Regions from separate parts of the Triticum aestivum genome. Here region 2 is linked to region 1. A link is a contact called in public Hi-C data. All regions are on one chromosome and are shown on one strand. Each heading gives the region's core, a stretch centred on a gene start, on an enhancer-like site or on the middle of the called end of the contact. The rest is flanking DNA. Distances are from core to core; before and after follow the strand shown.

Evidence for each region. A called contact is a pair of places that touch in the nucleus more often than the background predicts.
Region 2: a Hi-C map of leaf shows a contact between it and region 1, with 3 times the contacts expected there. The contact joins the enhancer-like site here to the promoter of LOC123160623 in region 1. A contact is called at or near these places in 3 of 5 Hi-C or Micro-C datasets (all in leaf).

Annotation. Positions count from the first base shown.
Region 1 is chr7B:660,109,764-660,114,941 of IWGSC CS RefSeq v2.1, forward strand. It overlaps LOC123160623 (fructose-1,6-bisphosphatase, chloroplastic), which reads left to right and starts at 2,581. Exons shown (of 3, transcript XM_044578441.1): 1 at 2,581-3,019; 2 at 3,388-3,784; 3 at 4,063-4,728. The coding sequence starts at 2,621. The coding sequence ends at 4,463. It overlaps LOC123160622 (putative protein FAR1-RELATED SEQUENCE 10), which reads right to left and starts at 2,541. Exons shown (of 5, transcript XM_044578437.1): 1 at 2,298-2,541; 2 at 271-856; 3 at 1-172. The coding sequence starts at 437. It overlaps LOC123160620 (receptor-like cytosolic serine/threonine-protein kinase RBK1), which reads right to left. Exons shown (of 8, transcript XM_044578436.1): 8 at 4,885-5,178. The coding sequence ends at 5,173.
Region 2 is chr7B:660,354,498-660,359,675 of IWGSC CS RefSeq v2.1, forward strand. No RefSeq gene overlaps it. Among protein-coding and RNA genes, the nearest start is that of LOC123161601, 84 kb to the right of the region's middle. Within about 2 kb of position 2,139, at least 8 of the 8 cell types and tissues checked have an H3K27ac peak or open chromatin away from gene starts, as enhancers often do. A contact at or near this core is called in leaf, where this site is marked.

The sequences.
Region 1 (5,178 bases), core at 1,331-3,830:
TGAGTGCTCTGACCCCTGAGCCTTGTCCCCGCCTGATGCTTCCGGCCGATAGATCTGGCCGTCCGCACTTGACCCGGCCGGGGCTGGAGCAGGAATCTCCGCCGGCGCGGCCACTGGGAACCGAACGGGCTCCATTGTCCCGTTACTTTCATTGACCTCCTCAAGCAGAGTTCTAATCATTCCACACAAATTTTTCACGGGCAGAATGTAGAGTTCTAATCATTCAACGCAGAACCATGGCAAAGAATAGCTCACGACGCAGATCCGTACCTGTTTATTGGCTGCAGCAAGAATTCCATGCTCGGCGGAACACCTGCGAGATCGCCGGACCGCCCACTCGCCGTCGCCGGAGTCAATGTCTCCACCTCTCCCTCCACCGCGATAAGACACAAATCCAACTTCACTTCCTTATCCACCGAGTCGCCCAACCACTGCATTAACTGCGTGCACTGCCGGCGCTAGCGGGAACCACCGTACCTGGTCCACGGATCAGGACGCTGGCGACAACGTCGAGCCACGGCTCATCCAGGGACCGTCGACGGCGTTCAACCCTGCCCCATCTGTCAGATGTGTATGGTTCAGTATATCTTCACTTCCCGTGCTCCCGCTGGACCAGCCGAGTGGCTCAGACATTAAATGCTCCGAATCTTATAGCAATGCTGGACGTCCCTGATACCGAGCTCCTGTATGCTCGCCATCACATACTCCGCGTCCCTTTTTTTGCTGTCTTCTGTGATGATATTGGAAAAAGAATTTATCTGTACACATCAGATAGCCTAGCCCATGTATCTTGTTTCCCTTGAATCTCTTGTTGTATTGTGACATTTGATGAACACAAAATGATCAAACAATTTATCTGTCAAAGTACAATGAGCATGGATTTATTTAGGATGATGAAATGATCTTGGAAAAGAATTGTTTATGCCCACACCCGCAGGTATGGGTGAAATTGACCATATCATCCTGGACCGTATCAATAAATTGACCATGACTGAAATTTGTGGTATAAAGCTTTTAAAAACAAAGGGGTTTGACAATTCGACATATCATCCTGAAATCACCAATGCACCTCAATCCTGCTAAGCTTTGGAGAAAATTAAACTTACATAAAGGGAGAAGAAAGAAAGTGTCACCTGACCGACCTACACCCGCCCAATCTGCCAGCCACCACACACCAGAAGAGAAGATCGACATGCGGGCCAGGAAGAAAGGGACCGCCTACCAGAGATAGACAGAGGGGAACAAAATGAAGCCACCGCTTAAGAGTTAAGACACATGAACCGTGCCCCTCTGTGTCCAAGGAAGGACCACCTGTCAGCGAGGTGATCCCGCGACACTGTGCGCCAGATCGAGGGGAAGGACCACATGGCAGTGAGAACATATTGCACCGACCATTAGCAGGACGACAGTCAACGAGAGCTCGGACTGCAAATGGCCTGAGAACGCCGGTATATATCCACCAGGTTTGATGCTTTATCTTGACTTCGGAAGTCAGTCCAGAACAATTGTCTATGATTAGTTTTTTTGAAACATTGGTGCCTTTGCTGGTCTATGAGTTCATATCTAATGGAACACTCTATGTCCTTGACACACTTAAGCGATTGTTAGGTTCTTGCTTTCATGGGATGATCACATTAGGATTGCAGTAGAAACTGCGACTGCTCTTGCTTATCTCCACTTAGCTGCTACAGTGCCAGTTCTCCATAGGGATGTCAAATCAGCCAATATATTGTTACATGACAATTTTCTAAAAAGGTATCTGACTTGGGTGATTTAAGATCTCTATCACTCGAAACATACTCCTGTGGCAACAATTGTACATGCACGGTAGGATTGGCTACTTAGACAAGGAGTATGAACTGACTGGGAGGAGTGATGTTTATAGTTTTGGAGTTATGCTTGTGGAGCTTCTCATTAGAAACAAGCCAGTTTTCAACCCATCTCATTATTTCGTGGAAGCATTTCATCATTTCATCAGGGAGCTCTCGTGGGAATTAGGGGTTCTCGAGTTTTGCGAGAAGCGGCTGTTGAAGAATTGTTGGTATTGCATCAATAGCAGAATCATGCTTGAGCCGAAGCAGATAGGCCAGCCATGAAAAAGATGTAACACCGTTCACACTTGTAGCGAACAATTTCTACCTCTTTCATGGTGGTTCGGTTTTCAAGTATGATTATGCTATTGACGCAATACCATCAGTTTCCTCAGCAGTTGCTTCTTGCACTGACTTGAGAATCCCACCGTGTATATTGACGTATATATGGAAGATCACACGAAAGAATTCTCCAATTCCACTGACCTCTGGCCGGAAGCGCCGCCTTCCGCCGGTCCGGGCGCCCCGGAGCTGGATCGGGCGACCCAGGACCCATCCGTCGCCGCCCCGCCGTCGATCGGGGCTCGATCGACGGCGCACGCTCGAACTCCGCCACGAGGTGTGTCACGGTGGCCGGGAGGAGGAGGCTTGGCTCCGGCCTCCGGGGATAGAAAACGCCATGGGAGGAGAAAAGAGGGGAGCTCGTGGGGGGCAAAAAGGAGTGGAGAACGTGCGGAGGAGAGCGATCGAAGGAGCGTTTCTCCCACGGGTCGTCGCCATCGTCAGTCATCGAGCACCACCTACCGGCCATGACGTTATCCCCTCGCACACTCCGCCCGCCCCTCCCGCTCCCGCTCCCGCCAACTTCAAACCGCCGCCCGCCGCCGCGTCCCTCCCGCCCTCGCCTCCCGGCGCTCGCGCGCCGCCGCAGCAGCAGCGTTCTCCTCGCCCGGCCGCCGCGCGCGGGCGCGGGCGCCGGGGACGGCGGTATGGCGTCGCACCCCACGCTGCTCGAGCACATGGGCCGGGCCGGCGCGCCCGCCGACCTCGCCGTCCTCGTCGCCCACATCCAGGCCGCCTGCAAGCGCATCGCCGCGCTCGTCGCGTCCCCCGGCAACGCCGACCTCTCGCGGGCCAAGCCGGCCGCTGCCGGTGGCGCGTCCGCGGCGGCCGGCCGCGACGCGCCCAAGCCGCTCGACGAATTGTCGGTGCGTGCCGCTTCCTCCGGTGTTTTATTTTGGTGTCGTACTGAGGTTGATTCTGAATGAATGAACTGCTTTAGCTACTAGATTCTTGGATTCTGAATTGGCGAGCTGAATTTTGTAGGGTTTGGATTGTGGACTGTGAAATGCTTTAGCTACTAGATTTATCTACATTCACAAATTTCTGCTACTAGATTAGTTTGCTTCATTTCAAAAACCGTACCTCGTCTCAAGAATGACCGTCAGTTTCCACAATAATTTCACTGTTTTTGCTCTTACTGTGTCTGAGTATCTCCAATGGAACATATGCATCTTGGCATGAATAACAGCAGTAGATTCGTGTAACCTGAATACTAACTTCATTTTCAATCCAGAACGAGATCATCCTGTCGTCGCTCCAAAGCTCCGGAAAAGTTGCGGTGGTGGCGTCTGAAGAAAACGATCTCCCCGTTTGGATGTGCGACGACGGTCCCTACGTTGTTGTCACCGACCCGCTTGATGGTTCTCGCAACATCGAGGTGTCGATCCCCACTGGAACGATATTCGGGATATACGACAGGCTGGTGGAACTCGACCAGCTCCCTGTGGAGGAGAAAGCTCAGCTCAATTCACTGCAGAGCGGCTCTCGCTTGGTCGCTGCTGGATACGTCCTGTATTCATCTGCCACTATTTTCTGCATCAGTTTCGGCGCAGGAACCCATGGATTCACATTGGATAGATCTACAGGAGAATTTGTTCTGACGCATCCTTCCATGCAAATACCCCCCAGAGGTAACTAAGATGTAGTATATCAGTATTTCTCGCTACAGAAAAAGAGATGTATATCGGTTCTTATTAGCTTCTGACCACCTTAGTTTTTATTAACTCTAGGTTGATGTTCTTTACCTAGTTCCAGTAGGGCTCGACAGGACATTGCAGAATAATTTCTTATCCTAAAATTCAAATTGTGCCTTCTCTGCCTTTAGGTGTCCAGTTTCCCCTGTGATATATGGTGCTTTAACAGTCACTTTTATCTTCCTCTCAAAATCTGCAATTGCATACAATGTCAGGACAGATATATTCAGTGAATGATGCGCGGTATTTCGACTGGCCAGAGGGCCTGAAGAAGTACATTGACACGATCAGACAAGGCAAGGGGCAGCATCCCAAGAAGTACTCGGCTCGGTACGTGTGCTCGCTGGTTGCTGATTTTCATCGGACGATCATATATGGTGGAGTCGCAATGAACCCAAGGGATCACCTTCGGTTGGTTTACGAGGCGAATCCTCTCAGTTTCCTTGCCGAGCAGGCAGGGGGGCGAGGCTCAGATGGCAAGACCAGAATCCTCTCCATTCAACCTGTGAAGCTGCACCAGAGGCTGCCATTGTTCCTGGGGAGCATGGAGGACATGCTTGAGCTAGAAAGCTATGGAGATGTCCAGCAGAAGGTCAATCCTGGATACGATGTTTAATGTTATGCGTGAGGTGAAATCTTCAGGTATTGTAATGAGGTAACCGATGTAGGGCAAAATCTACATTTGCAAGCACAATATTGTCTCTGTATTTATTTATTTATGCCACCTTGCCTAGGCAATTGCAGAGTACTGCATAGTGGAGGTTAGAAGAATTTGCTGTAGTTCACTGAAAACAAAATATGCAATATGGCTATTTTACTTTTTGTAACTTCTATACATTTTACTCTCAAGAATATATAACTTACGAGTGACCAATGTTAAATATTTAAGGCAATTTTTCTGGCAACCCTTGCATTAGCAGATCCATGTAAGCTGTAGTAGTAACCAATTTTTATGCAGCAACTGAACTTATTCATCAAACACTAGTGCTGAAAGCCTAAAACTGCGAAAATGGAAGGTCATAACAAGGACACATGAATAAACCCTGCAGATGACCGAAATACATTCCACTCTTCTATCTCTAAGCATGTTCCCATATGAGGAATTGTGACATACAGGCATACAGGTCACAGAATCACAACATACAGTGACCATTGGAAGCCAAGAAATGACACCTTAGATCAGCAAGCAGGGAGGCAAACGACAGATTGATCCCTCACATCTATCCATACAATCTATAAACATCTCTGGAAAGCGGGAGGATCACAACGAAGATAGTCACGATGTACAAAAAGATGCCGAATCTGTCCAAAGTCGGCTAAAAAATTCACTG
Region 2 (5,178 bases), core at 889-3,388, 240 kb after region 1:
AACCCAAATTGAAATTGAAAAGCGTACCGAAGATTGTTGCGATGTAACTACTTATAGTATGTAAACATTTTTACACATTGCATATTTGTTTAAATGTCACAAACATTTTTTATGAAGCACATGATTTTCTTAAAATATCACTTACATGTTTTTTGAGTGGTATGAAATATTTGTTTGAATTACACGAATATTTTTTACATCGCATAACATTTTATTTAGAAAAATGTCCTGTACATTTTTCTGAAATGTGTGACAAGTTTTATAATGTCAAAAATAGTTTTGTTGAATTGTAGGAACATTTGTTACACTATTGTACATTTTTTATTGTCCATTCAACACTTTAATAAATACAACTTTCTAATTTACTTCCTCATATCCTCCAGCAATAAAAAGAACAACTTCTTCATAATATTATGTATTTAGTATTTTAAAAAACAATAAAATAACACACATTTTTTAGGCAAACTCGCCAAGCTTTATTCAATAACAATGTTTACAGCGATAAAAGAGAGATCTCCCGGTTGACCTAACCAGAAACGACAACCAGCCCCTAAATTTAGAGCATGCTTTTGCGAGGTTGTGAGCTTCAAAATTGAAGCTCCCAGACTCATGAACTATAATGCAGGCGACCCTCTCATAAAAGTCGCTACGGCACATAGCTGCGCCCGGAAAATAGGCCTCGCAAAAAAAAATCAACTGAGAAGGCCGTGTCCAATAAAAAATGAGTTATGAAGCAACAGAAACGGGGAAAGATGCATTGACAAATCTTAAAGTATTTTGCATAAAATTCTGAGATGCGACTAGTATTGACAAATCAACTGAGATGGAAGGCCACACCAGGATATGTAAGCCGGTTAGGATAAATTCTGGGAGCTCCTATTCAGTGCTGTAAGCGCCGGTTTGCGCTGTTGGCGCTCGCACGCGACACAGCGGGCCGGCCCAGCAAGCGAAAAAGCAAAACACGAAGGAAAACGTTAACGTTTATTCGGGTGAAGCGGGACTCAAACTCCGGACGCCAATGTCAATCCCCATGCACATTGACCAAGATATGCTCAAAAAAAAAATGCACATTGACCAAGATCAGTTTGACGATTACTAGAGTAAACAACCCTATTTGACCGTTCTTTCAGTAAAATATTAAACATATTGTAGCATTATATGCCCACTATAAATTATTTTGGGATAATTGATATTATGCCCCTAGTTGGGTCACACTCGACAGGTTTTCCCCAACCTTTTGAAAATACTCGTTCTTGTCCAAACCACTTTGCTTCTCTTGTGTTTTGTCCTTCCGTCTTAATTCCGTCCAGTCAAAGGCGTTTGACCGTCAGAGTGACATTTTTCTGGACCATTTTGCCCCTCCTTCCAAGTTCAGTTAAGAATCAAAGAAAAAACAATGTAACGCTTACATGTGGGGCCCAACTAAAAGCAAAAGAAAAAAAATAGAAAACATACACTCTCTCTCTCCCTCCCAAAACACCTCACTTTCCTCATCCTGGTGTCACCGCATCAGTGTTGCCGATGACGCATGACCTGCCGTCGACGCTACCCACTACCACCTCCCTCTCCCACCCCAGACACCGCCCAGCTCTGCCGACCGGCGCGCAGAGGGACTGCATGGCGGGGGCAGCCAACCCCTCGCTGAGCACACGCTGGACCTCGAGGGAACGATGTTCGTCCGTGATGGATGTGGCATCGGCAGCGCCACCGCAAGGCGTGCAGGAGGTTTCGATCTGATGCGTCGCTGGAGGTAGTTGACGGCGAGGTTTGCTTGGAGTGCTCGAGATTTGACGCGGATGGCCAGAGCCACCGAGACAAGGTGGGTCCAGAGACGGACGGCGGGGATCCTTGGGCAAGGGGCGGCGGCGATCCTTGGGCAAAGGGCGGCATCACGATGCAGGGGAGGCCAGGATCGGCGCGGGGCATGGGGTGCGGTAGAGACGGCAGATCCGGTCGTGGGAGGCTCGGGTTGGACCGGATCTGACCGGGATGGAGGTTGGGGAGGCACTGGCGGCGGGCAAATGGGCAGCAGCTGCTTGTCCCGCGGCTCAAGGTCGGGGAGGCACTGGAGTGGGTGACCGGCTGCGGGGTGAACGGGGGAGCCATGCCGGAGCTAGGGAAGGAAGAAGATAGGAAGAGGGATGGGGGCGTGGGTCCCACAGGGAAGAGAGAGGGAATGTTTTTTCTCTTGCATTTAATCGGGTCCCACATGTAAGTGTAACATTGTTTTTTTTTCTTTGACTTTTAACAGGAGTTGTAAGGAGGGGCAACATTGTCCAGAAAAATGTCTCTCTAACAGTCAAACGCCTTTGACCAGACTAATTGAGACGGAAGGGCAAAAACACAAGAGAAGCAAAGTGGTTTGGGCAGGAACGAGTATATTGGAAAAATAGGGGTAAACCTGTCCAGTGTGACCCAACTAGGGGCATAATATCAATTATCTCAATTATTTTAATAAAGAAAACATAAATTGGAAAAAGCAATCATGAAAACCACGAATTGAAAGGAATTAAAAATTTGAAAAGGTTTGTACCAATTGAAAAAAGTTCACAAAAATGGAAATTTTTCTGTATTTGAAAAAGGTTCATCGAACTTAAAAAAGTGAAACAAATTAGATAAATGTCATTTATTTAAAAAATGTTCAGAAATTCTAAAGAAAAAATCATTGATTTTTAAAAAAGTTCAACCATTTTGAAAAAACATTGATTCTATAGAAATTTTTATAGATTTCAAAAAAAAGATCACTCATTTAGGAAAAAGTAAAGAAAAGGAAAAAACAGAAAAAACTGTTCCGAGAAAAAAACCGATCAAAACCGTTCCAAGAAAAAATTAAAAAGAAAGAAGAAAGAAGAAAGAATAAAAGAAAAAATAAAGATGAAAACAAATAAAAATGGGTTAGCGCAGCGTGCAGTTAACAGGAAGTCGCGGTTCAAATCACGCCCCACGCGCTGAGGGTTTTTGGCGCGTTAGAAAAAACAGGAAGAAAAAGAAAGATGGGCCGGCCCAACTAGACGTGTGTGCGAGTGCCCGTCTGCGAAAACAATAGAAATGGATGCCTGAAGCGCCAAATAAGGAATGCCATAAATTCCAGATCATGTTGAAAGCAGATGTTGCCTGATTTTACTCCATTGCGGCGGTGGAGTGCGATGACATCTTGATGCAGATTTTACTCCTTCTCGACTCCACCGCCGACCTTGCTTGTGCCTGTGTGTCCAACCCCGCCTTCCATCGGGTCGTCATCGACCCCTGCTTCCTCCTTCGCCTCCATGCCCAACACCTGCCATCCCTTCTCGGTGTTGTCTCCGACGTCTTCCTCCCCGTCGAGCGGCCACATCCATCCACCGCCGCTGCCTGAGCGTTCGTAGACACGGGCACCACCGACTTCTCACACTCCTTCCTCCCACCTCCTGGTCCGTGGATGATCTGTGAGCACCTCAAGAAGGGAAACAATATTAGTAGGCGTGTGTTGCACTGCTGCCTCGCCGTCAGTGATCCATTGCATCGATGGTACCGCGTGCTTCCTGCCATCCCCGTGGACCTAGACACATCGTTCGGCAATGAATCAGAGGCAATAGACTTTCAACCCTTTCTTGCTTCCTCGGTTGAGGAAGAGGTTGCTCTTCCTCGCGGTGCCAACGACAATGTCTCGGCACTACCATTCAGAGTGATGTGCCCGACACGGTGCAACACAACAGAGCTGATCCTCATGGTCTTCTCGTCCTCTAACGCCGGATGAGAATGGCACACTCTTAGGTTGGACGGCTAGAGCAATTTAAATAACGGGCCAAGCCAGCCACCGTCGTGGTTGTCGCGGTGCCACAACTACGTGGGTTGTCGCGGTGCCAAAACTACGTGCACGAATGCTTCTGTTGATGGGTGGTTCACCCCGCACTCATGCTTGACGTGCGCCGGACCACGCAGAAGTTCTCCTGCATCAACCTCCCATATCGACACGATCAAATATATCGCGACGTGCAACTTTTGTGGAGATGGCAAGGGAAGGAGAGAGAGGCTTGGCATGTTCATAATCAAAAAGCACAACAATGTGTATTATCTCTGGCTCGCCGTCCTGCAACACAATGATGATGGCTTGGAATGGGAGCCAAAGGCTACCATCAACCTGCCCTTGAGCTACTATGCCTATAGATTCATGCGGGTGGCCGGGGGATATCTGCTGCTCGAGGGTTTGCCATTTGAAAGATTCATGATATTATTCTCAGTAGATCTCCGAACATTGCAGGTCGAGCGGTTATGCCCGTGACAGGGCAATGTACATACTTATCGCGACCAACTGTTTCAAAGAATGTACTCCCTCCGTACAGAAATACTTGTAGCTGGGGACCAGCTACAAGTATTTCGGTACATAGGTAGTATTTTACATGGTAGGATATAGTATCATGCAAGATATGTGTTAGTGCATGTCTCCTTTTTCAAAGTCGAGAAACTTATCTATCACTCTAGCTACTTATATGTTGCAGCAAACCTTGTTCGGTAATTGTTCAGGCGACTCGAAGAAAAATCTCGTGTTCGAGTTAATTTATGTGGCACGATAAAATCACAGCCCTGGGCCAGGACGATCCGGCTGACTATGGTGCCGTTGATGGAGACAAAGCGGAGGTTTATCTGTGTAGTTATTGGGTGCATGTGCCTTTTACTGATTGTCGGTGCCGAAGAAAAGGTTTTAGAGGTATGATCGGGGCAACGAATGGCTTGGCGAAGGACGGGGGCTGGGAGGGCCATGGCGGCATGGCCGCGAGGTGCCAGTCCCGGTTCACCGGATCCTACGAACCAGTGGGGAGATCGTATGCGAGTTTTTGTTGTATTTGGTTAATAGTAGAGCCGGAAGTGGTTGAGGCTGCTCCAGCACAATGCCGCTTAAACCAAACCCGTGTTGATCTTGATAGACTCTTGGATCACTAGGCTAGACTAGATCGGTGGTCCTACCTTCACTTTGAGTTGATGATCCCGCCGAGGTGGCCATGGTGGATGGCGACGGCGGTGACGGCAAAGAGTGGGTGAGGTGGTGGTGGCGCTTCCCATCGCTTCAGCGCCTCACTCTCGATCGGATTAGGGTTAGGAGTGGAGAACAGTGGCGGCGGCGAACCTCGTACCTTGTGCCGTGGTCCCCACCTCTTCTATATGGCATTGCGCGACAGAGGCCCACCAGTCTTGCTTGGG